7 separate regions of the Mus musculus genome follow, and all the other regions are linked to region 1. Evidence: chromatin contacts called from public HiChIP or PLAC-seq and promoter capture Hi-C data. All regions are on one chromosome and are shown on one strand. Each heading gives the region's core, a stretch centred on a gene start, on an enhancer-like site or on the middle of the called end of the contact. The rest is flanking DNA. Distances are from core to core; before and after follow the strand shown. Region 1 holds the start of Rnf187 (ring finger protein 187). Region 2 holds the start of Larp1 (La ribonucleoprotein domain family, member 1). Region 3 holds the start of Zfp692 (zinc finger protein 692). Region 4 holds the start of Mrpl22 (mitochondrial ribosomal protein L22). Region 5 holds the start of Mprip (myosin phosphatase Rho interacting protein). Region 6 holds the start of Igtp (interferon gamma induced GTPase). Region 7 holds the start of Cnot8 (CCR4-NOT transcription complex, subunit 8).

The links. Promoter capture Hi-C pulls out the DNA fragments that hold promoters and counts their contacts. HiChIP or PLAC-seq counts read pairs in DNA pulled down with a chosen protein or histone mark.
Region 2: a contact with region 1 is called in a FOXA1 HiChIP or PLAC-seq map of pancreatic cancer cells. The contact joins the promoter of Larp1 here to the promoter of Rnf187 in region 1. A contact is called at or near these places in 1 of 39 promoter capture datasets (cranial neural crest), 1 of 484 Hi-C or Micro-C datasets (cortical neurons) and 2 of 115 datasets of contacts at active chromatin or transcription factors (memory CD8 T cells and pancreatic cancer cells).
Region 3: a contact with region 1 is called in a promoter capture Hi-C map of the HPC-7 cell line. The contact joins the promoter of Zfp692 here to the promoter of Rnf187 in region 1. A contact is called at or near these places in 14 of 39 promoter capture datasets (the 3T3-L1 cell line, the C10 cell line, the HPC-7 cell line and 9 more), 4 of 484 Hi-C or Micro-C datasets (B cells, the N1E-115 cell line, cortical neurons and 1 more), 12 of 115 datasets of contacts at active chromatin or transcription factors (the SCID.adh cell line, bone marrow-derived macrophages, embryonic forebrain and 8 more) and 1 of 9 other capture datasets (adipose tissue).
Region 4: a contact with region 1 is called in an HNF4G HiChIP or PLAC-seq map of pancreatic cancer cells. The contact joins the promoter of Mrpl22 here to the promoter of Rnf187 in region 1. A contact is called at or near these places in 7 of 39 promoter capture datasets (the C10 cell line, the HPC-7 cell line, cranial neural crest and 4 more), 2 of 484 Hi-C or Micro-C datasets (B cells and cortical neurons), 9 of 115 datasets of contacts at active chromatin or transcription factors (SST interneurons, VIP interneurons, bone marrow-derived macrophages and 6 more) and 1 of 9 other capture datasets (embryonic stem cells).
Region 5: a contact with region 1 is called in a FOXA1 HiChIP or PLAC-seq map of pancreatic cancer cells. The contact joins the promoter of Mprip here to the promoter of Rnf187 in region 1. A contact is called at or near these places in 1 of 39 promoter capture datasets (pre-B cells) and 2 of 115 datasets of contacts at active chromatin or transcription factors (bone marrow-derived macrophages and pancreatic cancer cells).
Region 6: a contact with region 1 is called in a promoter capture Hi-C map of hematopoietic stem and progenitor cells. The contact joins the promoter of Igtp here to the promoter of Rnf187 in region 1. A contact is called at or near these places in 5 of 39 promoter capture datasets (the C10 cell line, erythroid cells, hematopoietic stem and progenitor cells and 2 more), 1 of 484 Hi-C or Micro-C datasets (the Ba/F3 cell line) and 3 of 115 datasets of contacts at active chromatin or transcription factors (embryonic stem cells, memory CD8 T cells and microglia).
Region 7: a contact with region 1 is called in an H3K4me3 HiChIP or PLAC-seq map of the SCID.adh cell line, with 8 read pairs. The contact joins the promoter of Cnot8 here to the promoter of Rnf187 in region 1. A contact is called at or near these places in 4 of 115 datasets of contacts at active chromatin or transcription factors (the SCID.adh cell line, bone marrow-derived macrophages, memory CD8 T cells and 1 more).

The regions. Positions count from the first base shown.
Region 1 is chr11:58,937,540-58,941,556 of GRCm38.p6, forward strand. It overlaps Rnf187 (ring finger protein 187), which reads right to left and starts at 1,367. Exons shown (of 4, transcript NM_022423.2): 1 at 856-1,367. The coding sequence starts at 1,245.
Region 2 is chr11:58,006,713-58,010,579 of GRCm38.p6, forward strand. It overlaps Larp1 (La ribonucleoprotein domain family, member 1), which reads left to right and starts at 2,352. Exons shown (of 19, transcript NM_028451.1): 1 at 2,352-2,835. The coding sequence starts at 2,481.
Region 3 is chr11:58,304,843-58,308,653 of GRCm38.p6, forward strand. Zfp692 (zinc finger protein 692) reads left to right here and starts at 2,227. Exons shown (of 12, transcript NM_182996.3): 1 at 2,227-2,414; 2 at 2,670-2,919; 3 at 3,131-3,162. The coding sequence starts at 2,744.
Region 4 is chr11:58,170,380-58,174,046 of GRCm38.p6, forward strand. Mrpl22 (mitochondrial ribosomal protein L22) reads left to right here and starts at 1,285. Exons shown (of 7, transcript NM_175001.5): 1 at 1,285-1,334; 2 at 1,415-1,463; 3 at 2,654-2,771. The coding sequence starts at 1,307.
Region 5 is chr11:59,660,556-59,664,499 of GRCm38.p6, forward strand. Mprip (myosin phosphatase Rho interacting protein) reads left to right here and starts at 1,952. Exons shown (of 24, transcript NM_001368931.1): 1 at 1,952-2,393. The coding sequence starts at 2,271.
Region 6 is chr11:58,197,361-58,201,265 of GRCm38.p6, forward strand. Igtp (interferon gamma induced GTPase) reads left to right here and starts at 2,196. Exons shown (of 3, transcript NM_018738.4): 1 at 2,196-2,419.
Region 7 is chr11:58,102,360-58,106,430 of GRCm38.p6, forward strand. It overlaps Cnot8 (CCR4-NOT transcription complex, subunit 8), which reads left to right and starts at 1,611. Exons shown (of 7, transcript NM_026949.5): 1 at 1,611-1,849.

The DNA.
Region 1 (4,017 bases), core at 117-2,616:
AGGACAACCCCAGCAGTATGTTCTGACAGAGTGTATCTACCTCAGTTTGGGACCTGGATGTAACCACAGGCCTCCACCTCAAAAGTGTTCTTCACAACTTATTCCAGAGGCTCATGGTGCATCATTGCAGAACATAAGGATAACAGCACCCTCAAACACGCTAAGCTACGATTTTCTCTCCTGTCGGGCGGAGACCACGGCTTTCCTACCTGGCTATTCAGACATCTCTCTCTGGGTCAGGGATGATACTCTATCTAGATCCCTGCAACCCATCTTCACACAGAGTCTAATAGTCGGTTTCTGCCCGGTGGCAGGTGCTACGTGCAATGACCAAGAGAGTATAGCAGAGAAGGTTCCTGAATGAGGTGGACCGACAGCCCCTCAGAGGGCTGCAAATGGTAACTGGTAGACCAAAGACCACTCTCAGGTCTCCATAAGCAAGTGGATGGGCGGGGCTTGCACCGATGAAATCACACCGGGATAGGAGCAAGAGGCCTTGAGGAATGGGATCGGGACTTGAGGGGAATTCGAGAAAAATAGAAGTCTTAAGGTTGTATAGAGATAAGGCACAGCTAGGCCAGAGACCTGGGATGAAAGGGGGACGGAGGAGCATGCGCTAGAGATAATAGCTCGAGGGACATAGCAGGGTCCGGGAGACAGATAATAGAGATGAAGGAAGGCAGAATCACGGACTCCAGGATCCAAGAGCCCCTAGCATGGCAGGGTCCCCGGGGAAGGGAGGGTGCTGGGCACCCATGGGATGCGGGAGAGGGAAGAGGAGGTCAGCACACTGATCGAATGCCTGACTCCAGGTAAGCCACAAAGGTGGACAGTGTGCAGGGGCCCCTCGCGCACCTTGCCGCGCAGGGCCTTCCTCCAGCGCGGTTCCCACTCCGGCGGCTCCGGGCCAGCGGCCATGCGGCAGGCGGAGCACAGCGGATCCCCGTCGGCGCGACAGAGCAGCTGCAGCGCGGCCTCGCTGGCAGGGCCATCGCGCGCCGGCGCCGCGGCCGCCTCCTCGAGAGCCAGGAGGCGGCGGCTGAGCGGAGGGCGGCTGGGCTCTACGGCGCGCTGCCAGCAGTCATCGGCACACTCCGGGCACGGGAAGGGCCCGTCCTCCTCGGCCCAGAAGCGCACCACGCACGCCCGGCAGAAACGGTGGCCGCAGTCGGCGCGCACCGGTTCGCGGGGCGCGCGCTGACACAGGGCGCAGATGGCATCAGCTGGGCCCGCGGGGAGCGCCAGGGCTGCGGGCGGCGGCGCCGACGAGGGCGCGGGCGGAGAGGGCGCAGAAGGGCCGAGGACCGGCCGGAGATCAAGGCCGACGAGCCTCAGCCTACGACTCAGACCCAGACTGCGCCAACGCCGGGCACGCGCGCGCGCGGGGCGGGGTCCTGGCTGCCGTGCGCTCTGACGTCCAGGTCCTGGCAGCTGCGCATTCCTCCATCCAGGTCCTTGCAGCTGTGCGCTCTCATTTCAGGTTCTGGTATTCGCTCATCGCCCTGCCCATGATTGAGCAGCTGAGCTCTCTTCCACACTGGTTCCCGTAGCAGCTCACGACCTTTGTCCTGATGGTGTCAGTCGCGGGCTCCAAACCCAGATCCTTACAAAGATACTCCCTGTGTCCTATAAGATTACTCATCCTGCAGGGTACTGCCCCAACATCATGAATAATTGCCCATCTCCCACAGATAATTTGGGAGGTGGTCTGTCAGGAAAGGCTTTTCCAGGGTGACTTATCGCTATACCTTCAGCCCTGAAGCAGGATAAAACTGGCTAGGTAGGCAGATGCCTGTGTAGTCAACCAGGAGTATGACCAAATTAAGATAGCGACATAAAATGAAGTCAGGGAGTCTCACTGTGCACACAGAACAGCAGCACGTTTTGCAGGAAAGCACTCTAAAGAATATTGTGTTAATACAGCTGTAGTCAGCTATCTGCAATGTGTGACTCTTCAGACTGAGATTGCGGATATAACTGTAAATGTGACTGTGGTGGTTTGAATATGCTTGGCCCAGGGAGTGGCACTATTAGGAGGTGTGGTCTTGTTAGAGGAAGTGTGTCACTGTGGCCGTGGGCTTTGAGACCTCACTCTTAGCTGCGGGAAACAGTCTTTTGACTGCCTTGGATCAGGATGTAGAACTCTCAGTTCCTTCTCCAGAGCCTTGTCTGCCTGGATGCTGTCATGCTTCCTGCCTTGATAATGGACTGAACCTCTAAACATGTAAGCCAGCCCCAGTTAAATGTTCTTTATAAGAGTTACACTGGTCATGGTGTCTCTTCACAGTAATGAAACCCTAACTAAGACAGTGATGTTGCCATTTATATGCTCCAAACACTATGGCAGCAGCCACATCTGTACTAAAGCTATACAGCCCTTTTCTGGTCATTATTTCCTAGACAATAGAATGAAGATTTGCACAGTATTCACATCCTGTTAAGTATCATAAGTCATCTAGGAAAAAAATATTACATAGAAAGATGCATGTAAATATTATGATGTTTTAGCTGGGTATAATGATACATGCTTTTAATCACAGCACTTAGGAATTAGAGCTGGCAGTTCTCAGTGAGTTCCAGGCCAGTTTGTCTACACAGTGAGTTTCAGGCCAATCAAAGCTATATAGTAAGACCCTGTCTCAAAAATAAATAAATAAATAAATAAATAAATAAATAAATAAATAAATAAAAGTGTGTGTCTGTGTGTCTGTGTCTGTGAGTGAAAGAGAATTGTGTATGTGTGTGTGTGTGTGTAAGAGAGAGAGAGAGAGATGTGATGTGTGTAAGAGAAACATTTTATCTGAGGGATTGGAGTGTCCTTAAATTGTGGTATCCTTGGGGGTTTAGAGCCAACCTCTTCAACAGATATAGCATTTATGTATAAATTAATTAAAATTAATTAAATAAAAAATCAGTTGTACTTAGGCACTTTCACACTCATCTAACTGACCATAGCCAGATCCAACATGGTTCTCAAATTGTTACTGAGGTCTGGCGCTCAAACCCAGGGCATTATGCATCCTAGGCAATGACTGTACTTTTAATCCCAGCAATTGGGAGATGGAGGCAGGGAAATCGAGTTCAAGGCCAGTTTGAGCTACAAGACAAGACCTTGGCTTAAAAGAAAAGCCAAACCAAACAAAGATAACAACAAAAACCATAGCATGGATGGGAAGCAAGGATGAAGGACACGTGGGAAGATACGATGTAACCTGGAAGGTGGCCCAGAGCATGGGCATCCCTGACACCACCTACAGTCATGGCCAAGGTATACCTGAAAGTGCACTCTGCTAATGCCATGTTATGTGGAAAGAAATGCATAGCAGCGTGAATGGCTAAGCTTTAAGATTAGTTGCCCTTATCAGAATTCCACTTTGGGGATCAAATGAAGGGCCTTGCATATACTGGGGAAAACCTTCCCCTACTGAGATACATCCATAGCCTATGAGCTGCCTTTAATATTTGATTCTATGGATAAACATTGAAAAATATCTTATCCTTTTGAGTTAAAACATTCAGCAATTCTCTGAGAATTCCATACCCACTTGAGGGTGTGTGTTACTGTCTTCTACATAAGCCTCTCTCTTCCTCTTTTTAAATTGATTATATTTTAAGATATTTATTTCTATGTTATGTGTATGAGTATTTTGCCTGCAGGCGTGCATGCACACCACATGAATACATAGTACCCAGAGAGGCCAGAGGAAGGTGTCAGAACTGGACTGATAGACAGTTGTGGGCTGCCGTGTGAGTGCTGGGAATTGACCTCAGGTCTTCTGCAGCAAAGTCAAGTGCTCTTAACCACTGAATCATCTCTTCAGCATCTTCTTTCCTCTCTTACAGCCTGTGCTTAAGCTTATACTAAAGCCTTTTCTTTAAAAAAAAAAAGATTTAATTTGTGTTTGTGTTTGTGTGTATGTCTGCACATGCCTATGGGTACCTGTGGAGGCCAGAAGAGGATATCAAATACCATGGAACCTGAGTTATAGGATGCTGTGAGCCACTCAACGTGGGCAC
Region 2 (3,867 bases), core at 1,102-3,601, 930 kb before region 1:
AGTTCGACATTACACAAAGCCCTGCTATGCCCGAAAGTTGTGTGAGGGTATATCTCCTCTCTATATCCAATTAGTAAGTGGCACATGACTTTAATCCCAGTACTTGGGAGGCAGAGGCAGTCGGATCTCTGTGAGTCTGAGTCTACAGAGTGAGTTCTAGAACAGGCAAGGCTACACAAAGAAACCCTGTCTCAAGGAAAGAGAGAGAGAGAGATATAAAAGAAAAAAACAAAGTATTTACCAATAACTAAAAGTGAACCCTGGTGGCAACGTGCATTGCTGTGCTCTTTGATTAAAGGGTAGACATGCCACAGTTTTAAGCTGGGGGAGGGGATCTGCCTTTAACCCCAGCACTCTTGAGGCAGAAGCAGGCAGATCTCTGTGAGTTCCAGGCCAGAGTGAGGAGTTTCAGGACAGCAAAGGCTCCCCAGAGAAACCCTGTTTCAGAAAACAACAACAATAACAAAAATACTGCTTAAATTCTCTATCTCCTTCAAACCGTATATTCCTCCGTGCTTCTCCGAGCAAGCGCTGGCTTTAGTGTGTTGTGCCTTATAATGGGGGCACTTTGGCTCTCATTGACTACTTAGGCATTAATTTTCCTCTAAGAGAGGGGCTATCAGGGAAGGCTAGAGAGCTGTCCCAGGCTTGCAGGCAAAGACTGGAGATGGAATTGAACACCAGATTGCTATGAACACTTTCCCCAGTATTCCCGGTGTCCACAATACCAGTGTCTGGTCTCTAAGAGTCTTTTCAGGAAGCCATGCCCCCCACCCAGGAGACCACCTGTTTTCTAATCCTTCTTTTGGAGAGTTCGCCAACCTTCCAGGCTGTTCGGTTCTCAGATTTCTAGATCCAGTCAGTTCCTGACACGTCTCTTATTTCCAGTATTTTGGGATCTGAGTTCAAGGAAACCTTCTCTCAGCAATTAAAGAAGCCAATCTCAGTTAAATTCATGATGTTGTAACCCTCTAATCCCAGCACTAGGGAGGCAGAGACAGGTGGGTCTCTGTGTGTCCGAAGTAAGCCTGGTTGCCTGGTCTACAGAAAGAGAGAGTTCTAGGATAATCAGAGCCCAGAACTAGACAGAAACCAAACCAAACCAAACCAACCAACCAACCAACCAATCAACCAACCAACCAACCAAAAACTCTGCTTGAAAAACAAAAAAATACCCAAACAAACCAAACGGAAAAAACAACCCAAAACAAACAAAAAGCCAATCTTGTCTACTTCATTACAGCACAGTGACTACTGCGCTGTAATGAAGTATTTGTTTCTCCTGTTTACTGTGCCTTCCCCCACCTTACAGTGTAAATTCCGGGAGGACAGGTGCTTGTTAGCCTGGTTTATTGGCAGACCTTTCTAAGAACTTTGCAGGCCCCCAGAGCATAAAGTCAGTAAACATTTATTGAACCAAATGACAGAGAAATTTGAAACCACCTGGCATAAATGGTTCCTTCATTTTACAATAGAGAAATCGAGACCCAGGAAGTGGACCTGACTACTGCTGATAACCCCTAACTAACTGCAATGGGGTCAGGGTTAAGATACAAATCTCAGAGCTTTCTGAGTCCCTCAATTAAGTGTCAGTTCAACTCTACCCTAAACAATTCTATAGAAAAAACACAAGCGACTTGAAAGAAAAGCCATTTCCTGCCTATAAAACACTGGGTTTCGAGGGCCTGCATAGCGTGGGTACTACTGGGAATTCTGTTCTCTTTCCGAGGCGCTCGCTGCCCCTGTGGGGAAAGAACTCCCTTGGACCCATTACCAGTGCTCTGGCCAGGCTGCAGCTGGGCCAAGGTCATCGGAGTGGGGCCAGAAGCCACGCACAGGGGGCGGCCAAAGAACCCCTCTGCATCACTAGCCAAGTCTGGGCTGACATAGTAAAAGACCCCAACGCGGAGCCCCGAGAAACACTTGTCACCAGCGTTAGCAGGCCGGGCCGGCCGCGTGGCCAGGTCCCATGTGCTCCACCTGCGACCGTTCTGGGGCGCTGGCCCTTTAAGGCTCCTCCCCCACCCCCGCCCTCCGAAGTTGCATCAGGCACGTGCTCGCCCCCGTCCACTTGCCGCGCCACAGGAATGGTCTCCAGGGGGCGGGGCCGGGGCGGGACCTTCCGCCCTGCGCGCGCGCGCCCGTCGCCGCGCCGTCCCCGCCCCTCGCGCGCCGCGTCGCGAGGCGCGCGCCCGCCCGCCGCCCGCCGCGGATCGCGTGGTCTGGCTCGGCTCTCCGCGCCGCTCCCCCCCTGGCCGTCCGCACCACTGCAGCCCCCCGAGCCGCCCCGGGCCGGGGGCGGGGGGACGCAGGCGGCGGACCGAGGTCCGCCAGGCCGGCTAGGCGCGCCGGAGCCTTCTGCCCGGCGCGCCACTCAGCGTCAGCCCGTCCGCGCCGCTCCGCGTCCGCGCGGCCCGGGCTCCGGCGCCCCGCCAGCGGCCTCGAGCGGGGCCCGCGGCGCGCCCGGCCCCTCCGCGCAGATGGCCACTCAAGTGGAGCCGCTGCTGCCGGCGGGCGCCCCGCTGCTGCAGGCCGAGGAGCACGGCCTGGCGAGGAAGAAGCCGGCGCCCGACGCCCAGGCCGAGTCGGGCCCGGGTGACGGCGGCGGAGAGCCCGACGGCGGCGTCCGCAGGCCGCGGCCCGCCTGCGCCAGGCCTGGCCGCGACGGCGCGGAGCGCGAGAGCCCGCGGCCACCCGCAGCTGCGGAAGCCCCAGCGGGGAGCGACGGCGAGGACGGCGGCCGGCGTGACTTCGTGGAGGCACCGCCGCCCAAGGTGAACCCGTGGACGAAGCACGCGCCGCCGCCGGCCGCGGTGAACGGACAGCCGCCTCCAGGTGGGTCTGCGCGGCGCGGCACTGGCCCGCGCAGTGACGCGGGCGTTTCCCTCGGAGCGGGGCTACCGGGGCCGCAGCGGTTGGTGGCAACGGCATGCCTCGGGCCTAGCTTGGCGGACTGGGCCGGGCGGGGCCGCTCGTGTGCCCTGTGCTCCCTATGCGTCTCGGCGCCTCGAGAGTGCGTGTTCAGAGAACATGTGTCATGGCTCCGAGCTGGGCCTGGCTTTGAACTTTGCAACTTTGCGCTTCGGGGAGCCGGGTGAAGCGTGGGGAGCGCGGGCCCCTGCGTGCCCGGGAGCCGGTTGCGGCCCGCGGCGACGCGAGGGGCGTGTGTGGCGGCGAGGGAGTGGCCGCGCCGGTGCGGGGCGGGCGGGTGACAGTTGGGCGCCATGCGCCGTGCCAGGACTGTTCGCAGCGCTCGCCGGCCGGAGCTGCGCGCGGGGCTCCCCTCCCCCGCTGAGTCCGGGTGGGAGGTGGCTCGGGAATCCTAGCCGGGCGCGATCGGCGTGGGCATCTAGTGGCGCACCACTCGGGCACAGCCTCCGCTTGGGTACTCCTGGGTGTTTGATAGTGAGCATGGCCCTTGAGTTTGATCGTCGGAGTCCTGGTACTTTTAACTTTAAAAAATGAAAAAAAAAAAAAAAACCAAAACCAAAAACTTGCTATGGAGCTTAGGTGTGGTTGCCTAACCTAAGCTGGGCACCGAGGAAGTCGGAGCTAGCCGCTTTCAGGTTCCAGAGTGCTGGAAAGTGTAGGCCTAGCCCTGGGGGAAACCAGCACGTTGGTTGCCCTTTCGATTTCTCTTAGGGTTGCTTCATAAGGAAGAGGGCACATGGGGTTGGGGGTGTTGTAGTACCAGAGTTTCCCTCTTCTTCTCCTTCCCTTCCCGAATCCTCTTATGCAAGGGGCAGTACTGAAACCTCCATTTTCTTTCATATCCTCGTTTTCCACCCACAGAGTGGAGGAATCAACTTTAAGACGCTCTTTGGTCCTGCCCCTCTTTAAATTCAGAGGTATAATCATCCTCTCGAG
Region 3 (3,811 bases), core at 977-3,476, 630 kb before region 1:
AGTGATCAAAGGGGAAAGGCCTCTTGTGGGTGGGACCATCTCTGGGCTGGTAGTCTTGGGTTCTACAAGAAAGCAAGCTGAGCAAGCCAGGGGAAGCAAACCAGTAAAGAACATCCCTCCATGGTTCTGCATCAGCTCCTGCTTTCTGACCTGCTTGAGTTCCAGTCCTGACGAACTTGATGATGAACAGTAATGTGGAAGTGTAAGCTGAATAAACCCTTTCCTCCCCAACTGCTTCTTGGTCATGTTTGTGCAGGAATAGAAACCCTGACTAAGACACACTCTTAACTGTAAACCCATTTTTTTTTCATGAAGATAAGTTTTTTTAAAGTTTAATTTTACTTTAATTCTCATTTCTCTCTTTCTCGTAGCCCTGGCAAACTTGATATGCAGATCAGGCTGGCGTGGAGCTCATAGAGATAGACCCATTTACCTTTGCTGCTGCTGCTTTTTTTTTTTTTTTTTTTTGGTTTTTGGTTTTTTTGAGACAGGGTTTCTCTGTGTAGCCCTGGCTGTCCTGGAACTCACTCTGTAGACCAGGCTGGCCTCGAACTAGGAGATCCACCTGCCTCTGCCTCCCGAGTGCTGGGATTAAAGGCGTGCGCCACCATTGCCCGGCTCTACCTTTGCTTCTTAGGTGCTGGGATTAAAGTGTGTGCCACCACATGTGGTGATCATCTTTAAAAATAAAAATTATTTTGTGCGTACATATCGTGTGTGAGCATCAGTGCCATGCCTCGTGTCTGTGGAGACCAGAGGACAACTTTAGAGGCCATTCTCCCCCTTCCACCCTAATGCTGGGTTCTAGGGATTAAACTGAGGCCCCAGACTTGCTCAGCAAGCATCTTTCTCTGATGAGATGCCTCAACAGTCTATGATGATCATACTGCATGCTGAAACATAGTTTCACCAAACATCCGTGTTCTAACTACTAGAATATGTGAAAGTTGCTTTTTTTTTGTAGCCAACACTTTGCAGTTATAACTGTTTGAGGTGTTGAAATGGGAGGTCCTCTGGATTACCCAAGTGGACTGTGTTTGAAAGAAGAGGAAGGGTTGCACTAGAGCAAGGCTGTGTGGAGTCAGAAGCTTATGTGATATGGCCAGAAGTCCCAGAACGCTGGTCACCACTGGAAGATAAAAAAGGCAAGGAGAAAACTCTCTTAGAGCTCTTGCTTGACCTGTAGCCCTGTTCAGCACTTTGGTGCAGACCTCCAAAACTGTAAGCGAGTAAATTTCTGCTGTTTTGAGTTGTCAAGTTTGTAGTGATTTGCTACAGAAAACAGTCAGTAGTGCAAGTGACTTGGAGTGAGGTTTGAGCCCTAAGGCTGTTCATTGTGGACTCCCTTGTGCCAGGCACTTGTAAATTCTTTATAAACATGAAGTATATTAAGCCATTTAACCATGGAGAGTCAACTGGGCAGTCAAAGGAGTCTGGAATCCCAAAAGGGTAGCCAGAAACATCAATCAATGGGTGATCTAATTACATCACCCCCCCCCCCCCAAGAGCATACCTAAAAGAGAGGCTTGCCAGGGACCTGAGCCTAGTCCATTCCATCTTTTGGTAACAGAAGGATCTAAGAGAGAAGAGGATCCAGCCAAGCGGGAGAAAACCAGGAGCAGACAAAGTCTAGTCTGACAGTGAAGTTGAGAAGAAAGTGAGATGAATGTGTGGCAAGAGGAGAGAGCTAAACTCTTCTCCATTCTGGGGCAGAGAGGCAACAGAATTGGTCACTTCATTTAGCAACATAGAGAGGTGCAGGCCTTTAATCTCAGTACTTCAAAAGTGGAGGCAGGAGTCAAGGCTATCTTGGCTACATGGTGAGTTTGGACACCAGCCTGAATTACATGAGACCTTGTTTCAAGCAAAACAGAAAATAAAAAACTTGTGCCGTTGACAAGTGCCGTTGCAGTCTCTTGATAGAAATAACTCCATCAGAGCCATTTGTAGACGATGTGAAATCAGAGTCTGTACAAAGTGTAGGCAACTTCTCGTGTGGATGGTGGCAGGTTATAGGTTGCAGCTGGAGGGTGGTCTCGCGGTTCAGAAAGGACTCTAGTTGGCTTCAGCTGGCGGATGCTGCAGCTCGCGTTTGCTTGGTGGCAACTGATAGGCAGAGATGCTAATAGAAGGAGCAATGACGACAGAATCCCAGACAGTCGTTCAGGACTAAGGCTAACTACAATTCCCGGCAGGCTTTGCACGGGGCTCCCGGGGCGCAGGCGCAGACAGCTGTCTTCCCGCTGCAAGTCCAGGCCGTAGCCTCCTGACGCCGAGGGGGGACGGTTTCTTCTTAAAAGAGAAACAGCGGCGGCGCGCGCGGTGGGCCCCGGTCCTTCTGTGGCTTTCGGAGTGAGCACGCGGGTCCGGGGAGCGCAGGCGCAGTTTGGGCAAAGGCGGGTTGGGGCGTGCAGGTAAGACCCCACGAGGGTTGGCCCGGTGTCCTAGCATTGCTGGGTGGGCTTCCCCTGCATGGGAGGCAGGGAGAAGGCCAAGGCGCGGCTGCACGCAGACCTGGCCGCCTCCAGACAAGGAGAGCAAGTTTCCAGTCTTTTCCCCCTGCCTGCGACCCCCGTGTTCCAAGTGTCCTCCCTGGCTCTAAGAAGGGGTGGCTGGATCCGAGAGGCGCGAGCGCTGCGGAGGCACTATGGTCTCCCCATTCATTGCAGACGGAGCGAGGGGCTGTGTCTGTCCCGAAAGCCCCGACGACGACAGCACGTTCCTCCCGTAGGCCCGCACGTCTATGGCCTCTCCGGTGGCAGACGCATCCCGCCGCCGGCGGGAGAAGCGCAGGCAGCTGGACGCGCGCCGCAGCAAGTGCCGCATCCGCCTGGGCGGCCACATGGAACAGTGGTGCCTCCTCAAGGAGCGGCTGGGCTTCTCCCTGCACTCGCAGCTCGCCAAGTTCCTGTTGGACCGGTTAGGGGCCGGGAGGGACCAAGGAGGGCACCGAGACACAGCCCCAAGCCGGTTCCTACAGCCTTGGGTTTCTCGTTTGGGCAGGGTGGGCCTGCTCCTCCCCTCCTAGCCCCAGCGAATGGGAGGTCTGTAGGGTTGGCCCTGTAAGTGTGTGAGTGCGGAGACTTGAGGGTGGTTGGCTCTGAGCTGACACCAAGCTCCTCTCTGGCAGGTACACTTCTTCAGGCTGTGTCCTCTGTGCAGGTAGGTAAAAGACGTTAACAGGTAGTGGCGCCTCCTAGAGACTGAATGTCTCAAGAGAAATGGATCAGAAGCTCCTACTGGGTTCGGGAAGAGGACAAGCCCAAAATAAGCCTGCTGCCATGCCTGTGGGAAAGGAGCTTTGCCTTGGGACCTTTGGGTGTGTTTGTCCCGGCTCTAAACCAAACCAAAACAACAAACAACTGTGCATCTAGGTTGAAAACAAAAACAAGATCCCTTCAAACTCTTCAGGGGCTGAAGCAATGGCTGGGTGGTGTGCTGCTCTTGCAGAGGAACCCAAATTCCTTTCCTTCCTAGTGCTCATGGCAGGAGGCTCACTGTGTGGAACTCTAGCTGCAGGGAGATCCAACATCCCTGGCCTCCAGGAGCACCTGCACTCATGTGCACACACCCACAGATATACAAAGCTAATGACAAATAAAATATTTTTAAAAGAATGCTTAAAAAAAGAAAAAACCCAATGTCTGGGCATGGAGAGATGGCTCAGCAGTTAAGAACGTTGACTGTTCTTCCAGAGGTCCTGAGTTCAGTTTCCAGCAACCACATGGTGGCTCACAACCATCTGTAATGGGATCTGATGCTCTCTTCTGGTGTGTCTGAAGATAGCTACAGTGTACTTACATACATAAAA
Region 4 (3,667 bases), core at 35-2,534, 770 kb before region 1:
TGAGACAGAGCCCGGCTTGTGTAACATGGTGGTTCTTTAACACCAGTCTCCCACATGCTGATGTTACAGTCATTTTTAACAAGAACCCTGAGGCCCACTGAAGACAGAGTTTGATGAACCAGCCTGCCTCCATTTTAGGCTTAAAAGGTATCTTTTTTTTTTTTAAAGATTTATTTATTTATTATATGTAAGTACACTGTAGCTGTCTTCAGACACACCAGAAGAGGGAGTCAGATCTCATCATGGGTGGTTGTAAGCCACCATGTGGTTGCTGGGATTTGAACTTCGAACCTTCAGAAGAGCAGTCGGGTGCTCTTACCCACTGAGCCATCTCACCAGCCCAAAAGGTATCTTATAGTAGAGGCAAACTAGATTCATTCCTGTTTATGATTAAACCTCCATTTCTCACTGATTGGGCTATGCCACACCTGTAATCTTAACTATACATGGTTCTGTGGGTTCCAGAAAATGGCAACTGTGTCTTTGTTTCAAAACCATCTTGTTAATCCTACCTTTGTTTCAAAAGGTTTTTATGGCCGGTCATGGTGGCCCACACCTTTAATCCCAGCACTCGGGAGGCAGAGGCAGGCGGATTTCTGAGTTCAAGGCTAGCCTGGTCTACAGAATGAGTTCCAGGACAGCCAGGGCTATACAGAGAAACCCTGTCTCAAAAAACCAAAAAAAAAAAAAAAAAAAAAAGGTTTTTATGACTACCTTCTTAGGACCACCTTGTGATCATAACTTTCTTTCAGGAGGTGGTTATGACCAATTTGCTAGTCTGTTTCTGTTTATGGGACTAACTTATTAGTCAGCTCCTGTTCTAGTTCTGCTCCTGTAACCTCCACCTAGCAAATCCATTTGGAAACACCCAACCCCTGAGCTATAGAAACCTTGTCTTCCTCATATCCGATGCTGCCTTCTCAAACGTTGCTTTAGGGGGAAGCAGTTCCTGTATGCAAATAAAAAAAGCTTGCTTTAATTAATTGCTTGCTTTAATTAACTTGGCCATTATGATTTGGATCAGTGGTCTTTCTTGTATCTTTGGCCTTAAATATTTAGGATTAAAAGGTTCTCCTGCCCTTTTCAGGCTGTTATGAGGTGAGGTCACAGTTTTTCTGATTTTCAGTCTTTATGAGGTCATTCACTCCAAAGAAAGACTGCTCTGACCAGACTTTTCACAAGGACGACGCATTCCTGGTCTCCATGACAACGCACTCTGACTTTTCCGGTCCCGGAAGCCGGCCTCGGACTGCGCATGCGTATAGTCAGCCGGCGTTTGATCCCGGAGGCTTCCGTAGGGCTCAGCATGGCGGCCGCACTACTGCGAGAGTTGGGTAAGGCTTGAGTCTTTCTTAGAATTTGGGAAGGAGGAGATAAAGAGAATCGAAGTTGACAGCTCGTATTCACGTTGCAGGTGCACTGAGGGTACCTAACCTGAGGATCTGGGCAACGCAGACGCTGCGGTAAGAGTCCTGCCACGAAGATCTTGCAGGCTGCGCCTGATCTGCATCGATCACAGTGCACTTGTGTGCCAGGCAGTACTTTCGGCCTCAGGTGGAGGGCGGCCCGACCCAGAACCCCATAGAGACTGTTGCCTCCGGGGGCTCCTCTCGGTGTTTTCTGACCAGCCTCTCCCTATTCCGTAGGCACGATTCGAATCTTCGACTTTGTGTGCTATACCAACAAACATTCCTGGTTATTTCTTTATTCACTTGCCGTGGGCAAGGACTGTTTGGAGACTCGAGGCTTGCCTGACATTGTACATTCGTTCGCTGTTGTTTCTCAGCAACTGGAGTTTGAGCCTTTTGCTCTGCAGAACATTCTGGAGCCTCTCGAGAAAGCCTTTTGTTTGTTTGTTTGAGTCTCGCCATAAGTCAGTCTGGCTTCTGCTTACCAGTCAGAGGCTGGGATCCTAGGCCATGCACTGTCCTGCTAGGACACAAGCGTCCCTATGCAGTTGAGTTAGCACTGGCATGGATCCGTAGGGTACATCCGAAGTTTCGATTACATATATAGTACTTGCAAATGAATTGCTTCTTTGGAGCAATATTTTGACATAATATAATTATAGTTGTTTGATTCCGTTTAAAACCCATTTCAGTCCTGAGTATTCATAAAACCTGTAAGTATTCATGAAACTTTGTCACTGTTAATTCATGGCATACTTAATTTACCAGACACCATATTGATTGCCAAATCTGTATTGAGGTTTTGAGAAATGCAAGGCAGTTTCTAAGGGATGGCAGACAGTAGGTACCTCACGCTCACAAAATCTTGTTTAATAGTTTATCCTAATGGCTTCTTTGAAAGATTGAAGTCAGAGTTGAGCAGCTTATGGTTCTGTCACCCTGCTGTGAGTGATGATATAAAATGATGTTAGAGGCCTTAGAGACATTGCCTCTTTCCTCTTTCTTACATACATGAAAACCAAGGCCCAGTGAAGTGACAGTGTGCCGCTGGCTTTAACTATGTAAAATGTAAACACCAGTGATTCAAACTGGAGAAGAAAGTTTGAAGGCCTAGAGATTGCAGGTGTATCTGGATGGGAGACGAGCCAGCTCTGTAGTGTCTGGATAAGGGTGGTGGTGACGTGGCTCCCAGAACGGCAGAGAGGTCCAAGTTTCTGTTGTCTTATGGGCTTCCTTCCTTTCAGGGTTTTACCCCCGTCGTGCATCCACACGAGTGCTTCTCTTGACATTTCTCGCAAATGGGAGAAGAAGAATAAGATTGTTTACCCACCTCAACTGCCTGGCGAACCTCGGAGACCAGCGGTAAGTTTGTAGGGAGAAGTAATCCCCTAGTTTTTAAATCTATTTTTAATTTCTTTTGAGTCGGGTCTTATGCTGGTTTTGAATTCAGCACTTAGCCCAAGCTGGTTTTGAACTCACAAAACCCTGCCTGCCTCTGCCTCCCAAGTGCTGGGATTGACGGTATGCACCACCATGCCCTGCTTGACCAGTACTTGTGTTCTTATGTGCCAAGCAGTGAGGTTTTCCTCCGGGTTAAAGGGGCTTTGTGAAGTAATTTACATGTTCTAATTAACTGACCTAACTGTACCAGATTGCCTTTACCTCCTAAACTGACCTAAGGGTTTGAGATGTTGATTTTGACTACGTGAGGCTTGTTGGTAGTGTCGTCATCGTCGTCCTCATCATCGTCATCATCGTCCTCTTCCTCATCATCATCATCATCGGGCTTTTTTGAGACAGAATCCATGTATCCCTGGTTGTTCTCACTCTATGGACCAGGCTGCCCCCAAAGTCACAGAGACTTGCCTGCCTCTGCATCCAGAGTGCTGGGATTAAAGTTGTGTGCCAGCATACCCACCACGCCCACCACGCCCAGCACACCCACCACGCCCACCACGCCCAGCACACCCAGCTGATGGAAGCATAATGAGTTGGAAAATGTTGCTTTAACCACTGTGTGTTTGAATTTAGGTACACTTACAGTTTTGTTTCTTTCTATAATGTACAAACCTTTAAACTTCAGGTTTGGATTGAATCATTGGATACCTACCAAAGATGTATCTTCTTATTAGCTGCTCAGCGATAAAATTATTGTGTTGCGTACTTCAGACTGTCAGAGATTATTCTAGTGACATGTAAAGCAAAGTCCAGCTTTAAGTGAATTTGTGGAGGCATGCAACTGCTATAAGGTTCGGGAA
Region 5 (3,944 bases), core at 702-3,201, 720 kb after region 1:
TACTCATCTGGAGGTCTGAGGACAACTTTCAGGAGTTTGTGCTGTCCTTCCACCATGTGGCTTCAGGGGACTCATCTCAACTCATCAGGTGTGGTACCAAAGGCCTTTACGCGCCTTGCAATCTTGCTGGCTCTAAGTCTTTCTTTTAAACAGCTTGTACATGCTCATAAAACAAAACCCGAAAGGAACAAAAAGGTTTTATATTGAAAATTTAAAAGTAGGTCACCTCCCAATAACCCAGTTCTTCTCCCCAGAGGCCACCACTGGTATCACTTTCCGAGTATTCGGTGCAGACAAGAACCGTCAGTCTCCCTTTACCCCTTCCCCGTCTTTATTCTGGAAAAAAATTTAAATCAACAAGGTCGCAAGGATAGTCCAGTAAACACCCTTTCCCAAAATTCACCAATTAACAATTGGCCACATTATGTGAAGTATTTTGCAAAGATGATTATCACCTAATGCTTGCAACACCTTACATTCATGTCAGTTTTGTCCATGTGGTCAGTGAGGTGCCAGTGAGGGCAAAAGACCTGCCCACAGCTGGATCAGAGCTGGGCTTTCCCCTCAGGCTGCAGGCACACTTTGATCTGGGCTCCTTCATTCCTGATTCCTTGTGCAGGAGAGCATTTCTTTCTCAAAATGGAAATGCACCTCCCCGGGGTAGTCACCAGATGACCAGTGGAAAAGTACGCAACTCTGAAGGCATTTCTCTCCTAAAGCCTCCTTGTGACCTGAGCGCAGCTGCTCTCAGTGCCACCACCTGCTCCAATATCACCTCCATTGTGAAGAATGAGTTAGTTCAGCCTGTTAAAAAACACAGGCTGACTTCTGGAACTGCCAGCCAGCTGAGCCTGGAATCTCAGGTCAAAGTGATTCCTCCTTTCTGTCTTGCCTCCCTCACTCTTTCCCTTTCCTCTCCTCCTTAGCCTCCTTATAAAGGTCTCATTACGGTCCAGACTGGCCTTAAACTCTCCACCCTCCTAGATCTACTTTCAGAGTTCTGGGACCACATACTCCTTTCTTGTTCCTCCTCCCCACACTTACACCTGCATACCTTGGGAACAGTTCTGCATGCTCTCTGCTTAGATCCATTTCACTGCTGCTGGGAACAATTTGCCTCCTAAGGAGCAGGGGTTGTCCCCCTCCATCCCCCTCCCCTCCGCCCATTCTGGACTCCTCTGTCGTTTCCTTTCCAAGTGGCCTTTTGCCTGGGAGTCTGGACAAGAGTGGCCTGTAGTATATAGTTCAGGCCCTTCTTGCAGAGTGACCTTGCACAAGCTATTCGCAGTGTCTGAGCTTTTGTCTCCTCAAGCACAAAACGGAGGTAAGAGTGCGTACGTAACTCTAGCAGAATTGGGCTCCCATAATAGAATTGACAACTCCTCACGGCTGCTGACATCTTCTAGTCACCTCGGAAACACTACGTCTTATTACTTAACTGCTCCGCGCGCCTCAGTTTCCTTACGTAAAACCGGAATGGTCACGGGAAGGTTATGGAACTTTAATGATCTAAAACACGGGAAGCACTTGAAACAATTTCTAGTCTTTATGGTGGCATCTGGGTCGACCACAGACCTAGCACACAGTAGGGGCGCAGGCTAGACGAGGCAGAAGGCCGCAGCGAAGAGACTACGAGAAAGACAGGGGCCCGCAGGGAGACCGCGGAGATCTCCGGCGTCCTTCCGGGAGCAGCCCAGCCCAACGCCGCAGCTGTCAGGCCGCGGGCGGCGGCGCCAGTCCACCAAACCTGAAAGTTCCATCCCAGCGCCTCCACCTTCCCAGCCTGGACAAGTTACCTTGCGCCCGCTGCTCCCGGTCCCGCCCCCGTCATCCATTGGTCGACGGGTTTCTTTGTTAGCAGGAGCGTGCGGGTGCCATTGGCTCGCGGGGCTGCCGGTTGCGGTGCCCCGCCCCACCCCGCCCCTCCCCGAGTGCGCGCGGCGCCCAGCTCGGTTCGTTCGCGGTGGCGGCGGGCGCCGGGTGAGCGCGACGGCTGGACTTGCCGGCCGGCGCCTTGGGGGCGGCCGCGGTGGAGCCAGCGGCCGGAGGCCGCGTCCGTCCATGGGCCCACAGCGGCCGGGCGGCGGGGCGGGGCGCGAGGCGGCGCGCGCGCTCTGAGGCCGCGGCGAGCAGGCGGGGCGCGGCGCGAGAGGGGAGGCCTTTCCGGGCCTGCGGCGGCCAGCGCAAAATGCGGCGGCGGCCGCGCTGAGTCCCCGACCCCCGGGAGAGCGCTGGGCCGTGGCGGCCCGCTCCGCGGCCGCCTAGCCGACATGTCGGCGGCCAAGGAAAACCCGTGCAGGAAATTTCAGGCCAACATCTTCAACAAGAGCAAGTGTCAGAACTGCTTCAAGCCCCGCGAGTCGCATCTGCTCAACGACGAGGACCTGACGCAGGTGAGCTGCCGCGGGTGCGGAGCTGAGAGTCCTGCCTGCGAGTCGTGCCGGGGAGCGCAGAGCCTGCGAAGGCCAAGAGAGAATAAAAATGGAGCAGGGAAAAAAAATGCGTGAGAGTTGGGGGATGGGGTTGGAATGGGGGCGGGAAGAGTATCGATAGAGCTGGGACAAAGGGAAAATCCTCAAGAATGCCGAAAAATAACATCCTTTCCCGTTCCCATAGCTCTGCCGTGTGATTCATGCTTGTTGGGTGACTCAAAAAAATGTCTGGTTTCCCTGGATAGGAACAAAGTGGGGCTTGCTTGCCACTTGTCAGTACTACCCCCCCCCTCGCCCCCCTCGCGACTTGTCTTGGGACTGGACGCAGACTTGGCCACCAAACTGTCCCAGGAATTGGCATGTTTGCGTGGGTCACCAGTTTCCATCTTGTGGAATAGAGCCTGCTCTCCTTCTAAGTCACTGTCACCGTCAGGGTCTGAAGAGAGATGAGGTGTTTCTCTTCAGATGGGTGGGTCTTGCTCTTGAACTGAAGGTAGGAATAGCTTTTGTCGAGGGGTAGGGGCTTCCCTTCTTGGTTTTGCTTTCTGGCCCAGGAGACCAAGAAGACCTGTACATTCTGGGGAAAGTTGGTTTCCCCCTCTGTCTGCCCTTAATTTGTTAGTCAGGATTTTGGACCAGGTTAGACGCTCTTCCTAACCCGTGTCAAAGTCACAGTCATGGAAAACAGAGTTCCAGACCTCCAAGTCACAGTCATGGAAAACATTGTCCTAGATTGCCAAAGACCTCCAACCCCGGAGCAGTGTAGGAGATTGGGAATTTGTGTTGGTACAAGGTCTCCAATTTGGGCAACTGGCCCTTGGGAACTGGTTGCTCTCCCGTTTCTGGTGTTGAGGATTCCTGGCCTTGTTTGCAGCACTTTGGGAAAGCACTATATATCCTGCTCCCCTTTCCCCTCGCCCACTTCCTTTGCCCCCTGCTTGCTGACTTCAGTGGAGTTCCCCACACGGTCCAGCCAGTGCCACCTAGTTGTAGCCACTCCTTTTGGAAAGAGCTGTTTAGACTGAAAACATTGCTTTGAAGTGCCCTGGTTTGGCTGTTTTTAAAGCCTTTATGGGCAAGCAGGCAGGCAAGCAAGGTTTGACTTGTTTTATGGGGCAAACTAGAGTGGAGTAGTAGGGCAGGGGTTATGGCCTCTTTCTCTGAGGTCAGATTTCCAATAGCCAGGAAGCAATCAGGAAGCTTAACCAGACTCTCCAAGTCTCAGTCATTGATTTGTGAGAATGCCAAGGGCCTTAGAGACCTGTCTATTTGGGAAGGGTAGGACTCTTGAAGAGAGAGAAATGTGATTTCCTCTTCTCATTTGGATCCTGTTCAGGGAAGCAGTATATGGGATATGCGGTTACTGCTTGTGACTTTCTGAGGTCTGACCTTGAATGAGGCCTTTACCTCTGTTTTAATTTCCGTATCAGTAAACTGGTAGTGGTGATATGAAAAACAAGAAATATGTTTTATTGAGCTTTCCCCCTTATAGTTTAACAAACTGAAAAACCA
Region 6 (3,905 bases), core at 946-3,445, 740 kb before region 1:
AGGAATTGGGGTGTGAACATGGGCCACAATTGTTCCCTTCTTTCCTCCCTCCCTTCCTCTCTCCCTCTCTCTCTTCCTTCCTTCTTTCCTTCCTTCCTCTCTTCTTTTCTTCCTTCTTTCCTTCCTTCCTCTCTCTTCTTTCCTTCCTTCTTTTCTTCCTTCCTTCTTTCCCCTTCCTTCCTTCCTTCCTTCCTTCCTTCCTTCCTTCCTTCCTTCCTTCCTTCCTTCCTTCCTTTCTCCCTCCCTCCCCCCCTCTCTCACTCTCTCTTTCCTTCCTTTGTTTTTGAAACAGGGTTTCCTTGTGTAGCTCTAGCTGTCCTGGAACTTGATCTGTAGACCAGGCTGACCTCGAACTCAAGAGATCCTCCTGCCTCTGCCTCCTGAGTGCCTGGTTTGTTTAGATTCTTACGAAACTGACATCTCCCTGTAGCCCAGCAGGGACAGGAGTCTGCTTCTTGTTCTTGCTCTGGTGACAGTCGGGAAGCAGAGGCCAGCTATAAAGGCAAAGGGTAGAAAAGAATACAGGTGGATAGTGGCAATCCTGCTGATGTCCCCTGATGTGGCGAATGTTCCTCACACAGGAGAGATCGTTGGGAAGTTCGCATGCACAGCAGTCACCTTTGGGTCTCAGGGACAGAGACAGCCTGGTCCTAGGGGTCTGTTATACCTTCTTTGTAAATCATCACCTGTGTATGCACACACATATGGAGGCTACAGGACAACTTTGTCTGTCTTTCCTCAGAGGTTCTCCACCTTGTTTATTGACACAAAGTCTCTCACTGTAACTGGGGCTTACCAAATAGTCTAGGCTGGCTGGCCATCAGCCTATCTCCGTACTGGAGTTACTAGTACATATCACCACGTCTAACTTTTGACATGGGATCTGGAGGATTGAACTCAGGTCCCTGTGTGTGCACTGTAAGCACCTTACTGACTTCATCTCCCCAGCCTGTCAATCATCTATTGACCAAGTTCATCGATCAGGAACACTCCTGTGCAAGGGCATCTTGCAGAGTGCTGCCTGCTGTCATTTTCTGAGCGAGAGAAGTCACAGGTGGCAGAGACACTTAAAAATGAGATGACTTAGCAGGTAAAAGCACTGACTGCTCTTCCGAAGGTCCTGAATTCAAATCCCAGCAACCACATGGTGGCTCACAACCATCTGTATTAAGATCTGATGCCCAGGCCGGGAGAGGTGGCCACGCCTTTAATCCCAGCACTTGGGAGGCAGAGGCAGGCGAATTTCTGAGCTCAAGGCCAGCCTGGTCTACAGAGTGAGTTCCAAGACAGTCAGAGCTATACAGAGAAATGTCCTGTAACTCCGGTTGCACGGGTTCCAACTCTCTGCTCCGACCTCCGAGGCTCATGCACATGCACACCTATTGAAGGGAGGGATGGGGGAGGGAGGGAGTCAGGATGTTAGGGACAGTGAGTGAAAATGAAAGACCAGGTCAGTAAATGGCCTGGGGTGGGGGGAGCCCTGGGGGCATGGACTGTGCAAATGAGCACACACTTCCCATCAGCCACTTACCCTGCTAAGCAATTACACAGGGAAACTAGCCCATTCCCCTCTACCTGGGCACTCAGTGGTCCAGGGCATCACTGTACACAAAAAAAAAAGGAGAGGGGGAGGGGGAGAGGGGGGAGGGGGAGGGGGGAGGGGGAGGGGGGGAGAGTGTTTATTTTTATTTTTTGGTTTTTGTTTTGCTTTGTTTTAAATATTTTTCCTGAACTCAAGAGAAACCGGTGGGCAGAAGGAGACCACTTAAAGGTGGCATATTCTGCCGCATACTTTGATCCTGGGGAGACGACAGAATTGGAACAGGGCAGAGTAGGTGGAATTTCTGCCCCTGAGCTGAGTGGGCGGGAAGGAGCGAGTAGACAATGAGAAGCGACAGAAGCCCCAAGGAGCAGCAATGAAGGGCGAGTAGTTCTCCAAGGACCAAGTTCGCTGGGTCTCAACATGGTGCCATCATTAAGAGGGGCTCCGGAAAGGAGGTAGCAGGGTCAGACAAGGCAGCTCTGACCGAAGTCTGAATGGCAGGCTTCACGGGCAGACTTCTGACCTCTATACCTGGAATCTGGCCCAGTTACCCCTCTCTTTGAAGAAGAACGTGGCCTCTGAGTGCTAACTCCCGAAAACTAGCCATTTCTAGGAACTGAAACTGAAAGCTGTTCGGGCATCAGGCCCCGCCCCTTGGGGAGGAGGCAGGCAGGGCTCACGCCTAGAAGTTGGGGACTTACATCTGGGCCAACATAGATAGAGCAGGGTCTGAGAGGAAACCTAGGAGCTCAGGCTGCCCTTCAGCTGCTCCTGCCTCTTCTAATCGCTCTTCCCCACAGGACCCTGCCCCACCACACTTCTCTCTCTCCTGACCGTCCTGAGCCTGGATTGCAGCTTTGTAAGGCTTCTGAGCAGGTAGGTGAGGGGCTCCTGCTTGGCCTATAAACCTGCTCAGGGCAGGGGAGTCTGGGGTCAGGTGTTCCTCTGGGGCACCCTGTGCAGCAGGCACCCTCCTGCACTGTCTTCAGGATCGGAGTGCATGGTGTCTGGCTGAATCAAGTCCTTCCAATTCACCAGAGAGAAGCAGTGTGCTTCTTTTTTTACCTGGGTATCCCTGGGTTTGTGGGTCTTCTGAGGGAGCCTAGTTAAGAGAAAACAGGTGGGATTTTACTCAAATTCTCTTGGCCACTACTTCGATGACCCCTCAGGGGCCAGAGTCCAGGATCAGAACAGCCCACAGGTAATATTGGAACATTCTGGAATTGTGTAATGTGCATCTGTTCTCCATGTGCGACACGCAGGGGCTAGAACTCTGGCTTGGAAGGCTGGGTTCATAAGGAAACTTTTTGTCTAACTCTGTTGGGCATTATCTATCTGCCTTGGAGACGCTGGTTCTTCATCTGCCAGCATTTAATTTAATCTTTTGGAAGAGAGTATAACAAAATGCAACCCGACGGAACATAGTAACATAGGCAACCAATGGGCTGCCACTTCCACTGTGTATGTGACCTTTTTTGTGCAGGTGTGTGTGAGACTATTGCATTTGTGTGTGGGCCCGAGTGTCTGCTTGCCAGTGTGTATGTGTGTATAATCCAGAGGCTGACATTAGGGTGTCTTCCTCAGTCACTCTCCAATTTATTTCATTTTATTGAAATAGAATCTCTCAGTGAACCTCTTGGCTAGACTGACTGGCTGGCCAGCAAGCCCTCTGGGATCCTCCTCTGGACCTCCACCTCTCCAGCTAGGGTATTTTAGGCATGAGTATTGAAACTGGCTTTTATGTGGATGCCAGGGGTTCAAACTCCTGCTTGTGAGGCCAGTGCTTTCTTCATTGAGGCATCTCTTTCCCCCCCTTTCCCCAGAGTATTTAGAGAGATCTGGATCTTTATGGAGAATTGTAGTCAGCTTTAGATCAACCAGAAGCGTGACCAGGAACTGCTTTGTATAATTCAAGATGTCTTTCTTCTCTCCTTTCTTCCTTTCTTTTCTTTTTTCTTTCCTTGTCTTTCTTTTTGTTGGTTTTTTTTTTTTCTTGAACAGTCCACGGGGGCTTTTTATTTATGTTTTACACCTCTATAAAAAGGTGGCACACGCCTTTAATTCCAGCACTTGGGAGGCAGAGGCAGGCGGATTTCTGAGTTCGAGGACAGCCAGGGCTACACAGAGAAACCCTGTCTCGAAAAACCAAAAAAAAAAAAAAAAAAAAAAAAGAATCCCGGGATTTCCCCCCTCTGTGTGTTTTCGTCTTGCTTCTTCATGGTCCAGTACGGTGAAGCCACACTGACAGGTGGGAGCAGGTCCGCACTTGTTCAGCCTGCCTTTGGGGCCCACAGTAGTCCCCAGCTCTGAGATCATCAATGATTTAAAATTCGCCAATGTAGCTTTGCTTCATCATCTCAGT
Region 7 (4,071 bases), core at 361-2,860, 830 kb before region 1:
ACCTGGTGGCCAGGTCTGCTTTGGCGTGTAAAATACGCACCTCAGTCCCTTGTCCCAGCATCCAAAACCAAATATTTAGGAATCCAGGCTGCCCATGGAGAGGCACCATTCAGCTCTTAAAAAGATCCATGTTATAACCATGCTTCTCTGTATTTTCAAAACTATGCTTTTCCAGTTGAAGAAATGTGTTCAAACTTTAGTTTCTCTTGTTTGCAGTTTGAAAGCCATTGTTTAAAGTGTAGACACTCCCCTCCAGTCCCTCCAGAAATACAATTAGTGTCTGTGAGAAGCTCTAGGTGAAGGGTGTGTGTGGGGGGGAAGCCAGGTGTTTCCTGTTCAACTCTTTCAGAGCACACCAGGCCTATTGGTGGCAAGAACCCCCCCTCCCCCCAAATTCCATGCTTCTCACATGACTAGCACATGCTAGGTCCACCCTCTCCTGAAGGACTCAACGGCTGCTCCTCACATGACTAGCACATGCTAGGTCCACCCTCTCCTGAATCGAATCACAGAACAGAGCAAGGACATGCACTGAACAGACTGAGGGAAGGCAGTGTCTACCTAGCCTAGACAACCCGAACACCTCAAAAGAGGCCAGCCCTGCAGCTAGTCCCATCAACATTGTTGCAGGGAATCCACCGCAGCTACAGTTACTGACTGCCCAGGCCTGGTTCTTTGTGGTGACGGTTGTGGCTTGGTCTAGGGTTTCATCCTCATCACAGTCTTGTGTCTCTATTTACAGATCCTGGAGAGAAACAACAAAGGCTGGGCTTCAGAAACTGTCCCTGACATCGTTACCCCAGAAGCTGGCTGTGCGATTTCACAGTTTGAAAGGCTAGCTCTCATTTAGTCAGTAAGTCCTATTTTGGGGATTTCTTCTGGAATAAAAGTTTAAAATGAAAAGGGCAAAGTGACTGGGAGACGGGATGTCAGAAGGGGGACACCTGCTGTATGCTTACCTACGGCCCCTAGGAGAGGAAGCACCAGGGGAGGGGAGGCGCTCTTCGGAGGTCTTAGTCTTCTTGCCCCGTGGGAAAGCACGAGGTGGCGATACATCCCAGCATGGCCTCGCTACCAGCGAACCCCCTACTCTCCCTGACTGGCCCCTCTCTCTCTGCACTGACCCACAGTGATACCAGGGACACAGCGGACAGCACAGGCCCCGGAGCAGCGCTGCTTAGGCCGTCCAGGTTCTGGGAGGCAGTGCTCAGCTGACCTCATTCATGACTCGGTTTGGTGGCGCTCTCCCACCCCTACCTAATGGTCATCCAGAAGGGGTTCTGTGAATAGATGGTCAGTGAATGAGGGGTTCAGGTTGCAGTAATCGAGGGTCAGGACACCCCATGTGCCCTGCATCATCACCTACAACCAACAGTCGTAATATGCTCTGATGTTAGGAAGTGGGGCCAGTTCTAGATCCCGTCCTTTCCCGAGGCGCGACTCATGATACTCCAGAACCTAGGCGGGGACCAAGTTTACACTGCTAGACGCCGTTTGAGGCCTCAGGGCAAACCTCGTTTTACGCACGCGCCCTCCGCCAAACCCAACTTTCTCGCTCTGCGCCTGCGCAGGGAGGCGGGGCGTAGGTATCTGAGCGCGCACGGGGGGACGGAGCCGAGACCGGCGGGACCGCGCACGCCTGGAGTGACGCGGAGAGTAGGCGAGTCGGGAGGGCGGACGGGTAGAGTGGTGCAACCTCTTGGTTTGGTGCCCATCGTCGGCCGCTCTGGGCGCCAGGACTCACGTCTCCCTGTCGAGCTGGGTTTCTGGAGCGGATCCGGGGCAAGAGGGAGGAGAGCTCGGGGTCAAGGGCCGCTGCCGCCCGCACTCGGCGGGGCCGCCAGCCAGGGTAAGCAGGTTAGGTTGCTTACGGTAGGAGCAGGAGGCGGAAGTGCCTCCGTGGCGACCCATCCTACACACGGGAACACTGAGGCACAGAGGCTACGGGGCTCTCGGTCCCCGGAGTCCAGCCTGGAGGCCTAAGGAATGGTGGGGGAGGCAAGAGGCCGCTCTGCTTGGCTCTTGGGGTGCTGCAGCTTTGCGTGGCAGGGCCGCCGTCGCGGAGCCAGCAAGCTGGATGGGGTGCCGTCTAAGTCCAGGGCTGTGGCCTGGAACGCTCCAGAGGGGACCTGTTGCCATTTCTTCTAACGGGCCGCTGCTTCCTCCTGCGCCCGTCTTGCACTGCTAAAGCCTTTTGTTTAGTCTTCTGGAACAGGGAAGTGAAGCTGATTGTCTCCCAGACGCTCTGGCGCAAACAAAAGCCGACGACGAGCAGGAGACACTCAGTGGAACTGAGTTCTGCACGGCTAGCAGGGAGAGCGTGGTTTCGTGCGTTCGCACTCCTCGCTCTTCAGAGCCCACCTGGGTGCACAGACACCCTGCTCCCAAGTTTGGATAATCAGGAGCGGTCACAACAGATTGCTTGGCAGCCTAGGGTGTGTGTGTGTGTGTGTCAGTGTTTTTGTGTCTGTGTGTGTGAGAACACAGGGCAGTGTGTGTGTGTGTGTGTGTGTGTGTGTGAGAACCCCTTTCTTTCCCTTTGTAGTTTCAAATGTAGCTTGGTTTGGGGATCGAGTTTTAAAGCCAGCCTGTGAGGCAAACATTGCATGGGATCAAAATTTTCCTTTAAGGGAGAGATCGCACAGCTGTTGATACACTCAACCCTCTCCCCCTCACACTCATAAAAATAAATCTTTAAGGGAGAACGCAGCCTCAACCTCCGAACCTTCCTGAAGAATTTTGAAGGATAATTTTTTTAGGGTTTAATGTTTATTAATGTATGAATTTATAATTAATATCACGAGTGTGTTGGTGGAAAAAATAGGCCGAAAAGGCGTCAACATTCTCAGGGGCTGGAGTTACAGGCATTTGTGAGCCAATTCACATGGGTGCTGGAAACCAAACTCTGGTCTTCTGGAAGAGCAGCAAGTGCTCTCAACTGCTAAGCCATCACTCCAGCCCCATTCTTCTTTAAGCTATTATTATTGTTATTGTTATTATTTATTGTGTGTACACAAGTGCCAAGTTGTCCATGTGGAAGTCATATTTGGGGTTTATGTTCTTTTCTTCTATCAAGTGAGTCTGGGGCTCAAAACTTAAGTTGTTCTCAGCTTGGCAGCAAGTACTGGTTGCATACCTCCAAGCTGCCTCCCTGGTCAGTTTAGTTTGCTTTCTTTCCTTCTAAAAACAGGGTCTCAGCTGGCGATGGTGCTGCACGCCTCTAATCCCAGCACTTGGAGGTTGAAGCAGTTAGATCTCTGAGTCCAAGGCCAGTTTGGTGTGCACAGCCTGGGCTACATAGAAAAACCTGTCTCAAGGGCGCACACCTTTAATCCCAGCACTCAGGAGGCAGAGGCAGGCGGGTTTCTGAGTTCGAGGCCAGCCTGGTCTACAGAGTGAGTTCCAGGACAGCCAGGGCTACACAGAGAAACCCTGTCTCAGAAAAAAAAAAAGAAAAAAAGGAAAAAAAAAAAAAAAGACAGTTGTGAGCTGCCATGTGTGTACTGGGATTTGAACCCAGGTCGCCTGGAAGAACAGTCTTAATCACTGAGCCATCTCTCCAACCCTGTCTCAAAGGACAAAATGGAACAATGAAATAAAAGCAGGGTCTTCTCTGATTGTAGCCCAGACTGGCCTCAAGTTCCTGGGGATTCTCCTTTCTCAGCCTCCCGAGTGTGGGACTGCTATCTTACTTCTCAGTATATATAAGTCAGGATGTCAGTTTTTTCTTTGAGTTGTGAAATTCATTATTGTTCTTCTGGTTGAAACCTCAGTAATGAGGTTACCCCAGGGGCTGTTGTTACACAAATAACTGTACTTGAAAACAGAATTCTGAGGTATGGGAACGAGAGGGTGATGAAGAGAAGGTATCTTGGAGCCTGAGCTTCTTGGGTGGAAAGTGGAGGGAGGGCGTTAGTCTGTGTTGAATTGCTGTGTTCTCTCTTCCCTGTGGCCAGCATGCCCAGGAAGTTCCTTTGCTCAGTTAAATGTGCATTATATGGTCTCTCTCATATGCCTGGGAAGGATTCCTTGTGGATCTGCCTGATGATAGAGTCCAAAGCCGAGGCTGAT